Regions from separate parts of the Ovis aries genome. Here region 1 is linked to region 2. Evidence: chromatin contacts called from public Hi-C data. All regions are on one chromosome and are shown on one strand. The core of a region is the stretch at or near the end of the contact, and the rest is flanking DNA. Distances in the headings are between cores, read along the strand shown. Region 1 overlaps MCF2L2 (MCF.2 cell line derived transforming sequence-like 2). Region 2 holds the start of B3GNT5 (UDP-GlcNAc:betaGal beta-1,3-N-acetylglucosaminyltransferase 5).

Region 1 (3,526 bases), core at 668-3,167, 84 kb after region 2:
CTGGGAGGGTACTGCTAAGCACCACTGGTGCATTGAAGAGAGCGAAGACAGTGGCAGACTCAGAGTAATCGCCAATTTAAAGCACAGTGTGTGAATCAGAAGGCCTCCTTTCCAGTGTTCAGCCCCTCATCTCCTACAACAGAGGGCATACTTGAGAGAAGGATGAATTCTCAGCCTAGGCAAGTCTGCTGCCTGATTATTTGGGGTCCCTAGTGCCAACAGATGAAGCAGGCAAATTGGGCCCTGATAAGGAAGATGTGCAACCGAAAAGCTGGAGAATATCTGGGTGCATGCCCTTGTTCGCCTGGACTGGCAGAAGTGTGCCATTCCCCCTTGATGGAGAATCAGCCCTTCTCCTCCCTGCAAGATTATGCAGAAGTCTCAGATAAGACATAGAGTAAGTCCCCTAATATGAACAGGTTCCATTCTAAGAGTGTGTTATATCCAATTTGTTCATAAGTCCAACAAAGTCAGTCTAGATACCAAACTAACACAATCAGCTATATAATACTGTCCTATAATAGGTTTATAGTACTTTATATACAAATAATACATAAGAAACAAACATACAAAAAGTAAACCTTAGTACCTTGAAAAGTACAGTACAACAGTTGGCATACAGGGGCTGGCTTTGAGTCAGTAAGAGTCACTGTGAAGAAGAGTCACTGACTGGAAAGGGGAGAGGAGGTAGGAGATGGTAGAGCTGAAGGATCGTCAGCCATAGGAAATGGAAGGCAGACTGCAATTTCACTCATGCCTGACTGATGGCACAAGTTCTAGTTCCTTGCTGGATTCAATTCGATCTACCCTCTTCAAAGAACAATCCAGTGATATCTGGATAGTAGCTTCATCATAGATGACACAGTAACACTAGACTGCATTCTGAATGGCTGCTGCAATCTTCATGTACCATTCTAGGTTTGGATCCTGTGTCTTAAAAATTAACAGTGCCTCCTCAACTAAAGAAAATCCCCTTGCCATTTCCTGCAATGTGAATCTCTTTGGTTCTTCAGTTACTTCTTCTTTCTCCTGTCTCTCTACTCTTGCAATTACTTTCACTTTTGTGTCCATCGTTATCGCTTGGCGCTTCTTAGCAGTACCAGCTACATGACCCCTGCTTTTACACTTGCTTCCAGACATCCTGGGCTTGAAATAAAGATACTGCCCTACTGTACTCTACACAGTATTGTACAGTGAAGTACACAAAGGCACAATTACCTTCAGAGGCTACACACATGCAACAGTGTACGCCAGACACATGAACTAACTTACATGGTTGGACATGTGAATGCATGTTCACATCTTTGAAAGTTCTCAACTTGAAGATTCATGTGTAGGGGACTTACTGTGCAAGACAGTGCTTGCCCTCCTCAGGATACATCCCCATCACCCTTCCCCCAACCCCTTCTTGGAGGATAACTAGCATCAGATTACATGATCTGACTGGGGAAGAGGCACATACATATATGGATGTGAGCTCGAAATGTGAGGATCTTTGTGCCATGCTTTAACAACTCCAGAGAACACCCATTGCAGAGAAGTTACCAAAGAACCAAGCTGACTGGATGGCTTAGCCAGGAGGTGTCAGCCAGCTTCTTCCTTGGCACCCCAGTACCTGCACAATGGGCTCATGAATGGAGAAGTCTTGGCAGTGGATGGAAGGCTGTGCATGGTCCTAGCAGCATGGGCTCCTATCATCAAGACCAGTCTAGCTGCTGCCAGTGTTGACTGCCAGCAGAGACCCATGCTGAGCCCTTGAGGAGAACAGGTGATTTCATCAGGCCCTCCAAGCTGGAGAGTACAGTGATTCACTGTGAGTGGGGTTGACACCTGCTTCCGTCCTACTTTCTGTGCGTCAGTTTGCAACACCGAGAACAGAACACTGCTTTGATTGAGAGACTCATTCTGGCAAAAGAGGAACAGCCACGGGCATGTGACCACAGGACCAGCCCACTGAGCCTACCACATGTTCAGATGCTGCTGACCTAAGAGAGCCTCTTGAAGGCACCTGTGAGCAGCAGTTTGAACATGAGACTGAGGGGTTGGTGTGCTAACCTCAGGATGCAGCATATACCTTAAACCAACGGCCACTTTATGGCACCAGGACGCCAGGAGGCAGAATATATGGATACGGGAGCCAAGAGGTTGAGTGAGTTGTGACCTTATTCATTGTCACACCTAAAGTGACCCACACGGGGAATTGTCCTCCCATTCCTTCTACTCAGCCTCAGTGGGTCTGAAGGTCTTGATTCCCACGGGGGACATTTCCACCAGTGGACATAGTAAGAGTCCTAGTTAAACCTATGTCTGCTGCCGGCTGCTGAAGTCGTCCTTACGTTGTACCCTTAAGTCATTATCTCCCTCCCACTCATTCTACATCCCTTTCCCTCTCACCTGGCACTTCGCTGGTGGCATACATAGTGGGGGTCCCAGACTCTTGTCTGGCTTCTGCCCTTTTACTTGCCCATTTACAGTGACAGTGGGGCAGGGAAGTCCTGGGACATGTCCCTGTGGATGACAGGAGCACCAGATGTGTTCCTCTCTGCCTCTGTTAGGTAGCAGGCTGACCGCCTCCTGATGATCAGGATCAAGGACTTCCTGGAGTGTGACAACTCTTTCCTTTGTCTGGTGGGCTTTATGTTTTATTCTTATGGGAAAACTCTCACTAAATCTCTGATTAAATGGGCAAGGCTTCAGCTAAGCCCAACTAAACACCTCAGAAGGCAGCTGGTTGCTGAGCTAGGTGAGAGTTTCCCAATTGAAACTTTCAGAGTTTCCCTGAAAGTCTAAGGCAGCAGGATCAGGCTGCTCTAGAAACTGGCAGGGATTCTGACAACAGACTTTGTTGCTGTTCAGTCACTCAGTCGTGTCCAACTCTGCAACTCCATGGGCTGCAGCATGCCAGGCTTCCCTGTCCTTCACCGTCTCTTGGAGTTTGCTCAAACTCATGTCCACAACAATATATGCACTAAAAAAAAATAATAAAGAGTACTGTGAGAATATGTGGAAGCTGAAAGCAACTGAATGCTTCTAAGTGATTCCCTTCCTCTTGGCCAGAGTTCAGTTAGTTCAGTCGCTCAGTCGTGTCCGACTGAAACCCCATGGACTGCAGCACCCCAGGCTTCCCTGTCCATTACCAACTCCCAGAGCCTACTCAAACTCATGTCCATCGAGTCGGTGATGCCATCCAACCATCTCATCCTCTGTCATCCCCTTCTTTTCTTGCCTTCAATCTTTCCCAGCACCAGGGTCTTTTCCAATGAGTCAGTTCTTTGCATCAGATGGCCAAAGTATTGCAGCTTCAGCTTCAGCATCAGTCTTTTCAATGAATATTCTGGACTGATTTCCTTCAGGATTGACTGGTTGGATCTCCTTGCAGTCCAAGGGACTCTCAAGAGTCTTCTCCAACACCACAGTTCAAAAGCATCAATTCTTCAGCACTCATCTTTCTTCACAGTCCAACTCTCACATCCATACATGACTACTGGAAAAACCATAGCTTTGATTTGATGGACCTTAGTTGACA
Region 2 (3,297 bases), core at 122-2,621:
CCGGTTTCGGCATCGCGGCGCGGCGGCCGCCTAGCTGGAGCTCGTAGGAATGGGGACCGGCTCCGGGGAACTTCGCCCTACCCCCCGCCCCGGAGCTCCGGGCCCCCCAGCCTACCTGCTGCATCTGGATGGCGGCTCGGCCCAGGGTCGCGGTCGCCAAACGCCCGCCCGCAGGCCCGAATGAACAAAGGCGCCCCGGGGAGGGAACGTGCCTCTTTCCCCGCCGTACTCTCGGGCAGCGGGCAGCCTTGCCCCGCGGCGGATAGGGCGGCCCCAGCTTCCCGACGCCTGGCCTCGCGCTCCGGACCAGGGCCGCGAGCCGACTCCAAGCCCGGTGTCAGCTACAGCCTCGCCTCCTGGGCCCCAGAGCTCATTCCAACCTGAAGTCCTGGAGCCGCCGTGCGAGCGACTCTCCTCCCCTCTCGGCCCTGGCGACCTCGCCTGGTCCAGACGAAGCAGAACAGACTCCTTTCCCGCAGTCCGGGAGCCACTCCGGCTGGGAGGCGCGGCGAGGCGGCCGGGCCGGGCAGGGGCGGGGCGGAGGCCAGGCCGGCCAGGAGCCCTTGCTGCGGACCAAGGGAATCCGTCTCCCCTCACAAAGAACAAACCAGATGAGGAGTTGCGAATTATCCCCGCCGAGCAGGCTGGAACTTTCCCCATTTAGTGATCCGGAAGAGAAGACTACATTTCCACCTACAGGCGGCCTGGGCCCCAGTTAGGATGCGGTGGATGCGGAGCAGTTTAAAAAGAGTACGATTGATCACACATATTAATTCCATATGAAACAACTGATCTCCATATACACTGCATTAGGAGGCAGAATTTGTTGGACAAGTGATCCTTTCGTTCAGAACACGCAACGGTTTACTCATCTACGGGAGATAAGTTTTGACTGATTGAGCCGCAGTTCTCTGAGCACCTTATTTTCCTTTTCAGAGCGAGAGTTCTAAGGGCAAGCTAGACTTTAAAAGATCTCTTGTCACACCGCTTACGCACCCCCGCTCCGAGCTTCAGGGGGCCTCAGTGACAAAAGAAGGAAACTCAATTTTACTGCATACAGCTTTGCGACAGCGGTTCGTTTCAGGAATGCAATGGGCCGGTGGGAGAGACTCACTCCGCCCCGCAATGAGTTTACTTTCAAGCCCAGCTTCATTTCAAAGAAAACGTAAAGCAAAACTCACCAGGACCAGCTCCTTAAACTTCCAAATCGCAGGTCGGCACTCCGCCGGCATGGGAACTAAAGTCATTGGTCTCCGGAACAAAACTTACTCGTTTTAAATTTTAGGCAGGGGCTGGGGAGTTGGCTCTCGGCTGGGCTTGCTACCCCAGCGGGAAGCGGGCTGGAGCCGGCTGAAAGCTGGGGGACCCAATCAGGGGCTCCCGGCGGAGGGCAGGGGCGCGGCCCGTGAGCAGCGTGCTGCGTTTCCTGCACTCTTGGCGTCACTCCGAAGCCCAGCCTGGCCTGCCCGGTAGCCACCACCCCAGCGTGTAGGTGAAGGTGATGCGTCCGGCCTGTCTATTCCTGTCGGTGCAAGGCAGCTCCAGGAAGTGCTTCTCCACACCTCTTTAGTTAATTGAGATTATTTACTCAGATCATCAGACTTGCCTGGTGGCTGATGGTAAAGCGTCTGCCTACAATGCGGGAGACCCGACTTCAATCCCTGGGTTGGGAAGATCTCCTGGAGAAGGAAATGGCAACCCACTCCAGTGTTCTTGCCTGGAAAATCCCATGGACGGAGGAGCCTGTAGGCTACAGTCCATGGGGTCGCAGAGTCGGACACAACTGAGCGACTTCACTTCACTCTCAGATCATCAACTATGAGTCAGGATCCACCTGAATGTCCTCTTTGAGGTGTTTTCCCCACTCAGAATACTTAATACACATAGTAGACAAAATCAGAATATAAATTTCCACTGAAGGGAGGAAAGTATAAACAAATCATTTTGGGGGGTTTGGTTACTTATTCCCCAGATGTTGTTCTAGCATCCTCCTTATAGAACAAATATTGTCATTGAATAGTGGTGATATTTTGAACGATTTTATAATTGTACAATATTATTTAAGAATATGACAGAAAAAAATTTAACCCTTTACTTCAGTAAAGTAAAAGCTTTGGATTTGTTATTGTAAAAGGAATTAAATAAATTTTAAAAAAAGGAATGGCAGGTAATGACTTGAAAGTAGATTATGGAATCAATTTGAAACTGTAAACACAACATTGTACTTGTTATTTCTAGCTAGATTTTTAAAGAGGTGTTGTAATTGCTTTCTTTAGCTCCTTAGCATATGGAGCCATGCGATTATTTTCTTTTATATATTACCTATAGAGAGTGTGGCTTAGTATTGCTATTATCTACTCAAACCCAGTATTCCTATTATCTACTCAGACCTCATGACATGTCTTATCACAGATAGAAACATTTAGGTATTTTGACTTGTAAGGGAGTCACTGACTGTGACCCATAAATAAGCTAATTTATTGTTGCTGCTGCTGCTGCTAAGTCGCTTCAGTCACGTCCGACTCTGTGCGACCCCATAGATGGCAGCTCATCAGGCTCCACCATTGCTGGGATTCTCCAGGCAAGAACACTGGAGTGGGTTGCCATTTCAACTTCTCTAATGCGTGAAAGTGAAAAGTGAAAGTGAAGTCGCTCAGTCGTGTCCGACTCTTAGTGACCCCATGGACTGCAGCTTCTCCATCCATGGGATTCTCCAGGCAAGAGTACTGGAGTGGGGTGCCATTGCAAATCACCCCCTTTTACCTATGTGAAACAAAATCCTGGTGATAAACCCACAGATATTCTCCCTAGGTATCATCTGTATATGTCAGATTTATGTACAAATGTTCAATTGCCGTTATATTCCCATCAGGTCATTTGGAACTAGGCCCACATAAGTCCAGGTATCACACATGTGTATTCCACATGCTTGTACACATGGGATTGTGTCCTATACAAACTGACTGAAACATTGATAAATATATGTGAAAATCACATATTCACATCGACCTATATGAAGAGAGACAACCCAGACAGAAAGAGAAATGATTCAAAAGTAAGTCAAGACATTGGTGAAAGGATGTGGAGCTTTAGGTGGGAGCAGAGGAGAGGGTGTGGATAAGAGATGGGGATGAGCAAAGTGGTCCAGAATGCCTGACAGCTGCCCACACATGCACAGGGAAGGAAGCTTTGTACATCTGGGAGGATTTCTTACAGCAAGCTGGCACCCTGTCCCACCCCAGGAGGAGAAGAAGAGGATGATAGACTTCATGGTAACAAAGTACTCTGTTTTATCCA

Evidence for each region. Hi-C and Micro-C count contacts between places; a contact is called where the count stands out from the background.
Region 1: a Hi-C map of blood shows a contact between it and region 2, with 2.6 times the contacts expected there. The contact joins the enhancer-like site here to the promoter of B3GNT5 in region 2. A contact is called at or near these places in 4 of 16 Hi-C or Micro-C datasets (blood and muscle).

The regions. Positions count from the first base shown.
Region 1 is chr1:204,714,989-204,718,514 of ARS-UI_Ramb_v3.0, forward strand. The region is part of intron 25 of MCF2L2 (MCF.2 cell line derived transforming sequence-like 2); the gene reads left to right. Among named protein-coding and RNA genes, the nearest start is that of LAMP3, 20 kb to the right of the region's middle. Within about 2 kb of position 1,918, at least 5 of the 54 cell types and tissues checked have an H3K27ac peak or open chromatin away from gene starts, as enhancers often do.
Region 2 is chr1:204,631,931-204,635,227 of ARS-UI_Ramb_v3.0, forward strand. B3GNT5 (UDP-GlcNAc:betaGal beta-1,3-N-acetylglucosaminyltransferase 5) reads right to left here and starts at 1,372. Exons shown (of 3, transcript XM_042233934.2): 1 at 1,182-1,372. All of the region lies in intron 15 of MCF2L2 (MCF.2 cell line derived transforming sequence-like 2), which reads left to right. It overlaps LOC101103203 (LINE-1 retrotransposable element ORF2 protein), which reads right to left and starts at 1,175. Exons shown (of 6, transcript XR_009601696.1): 1 at 116-1,175.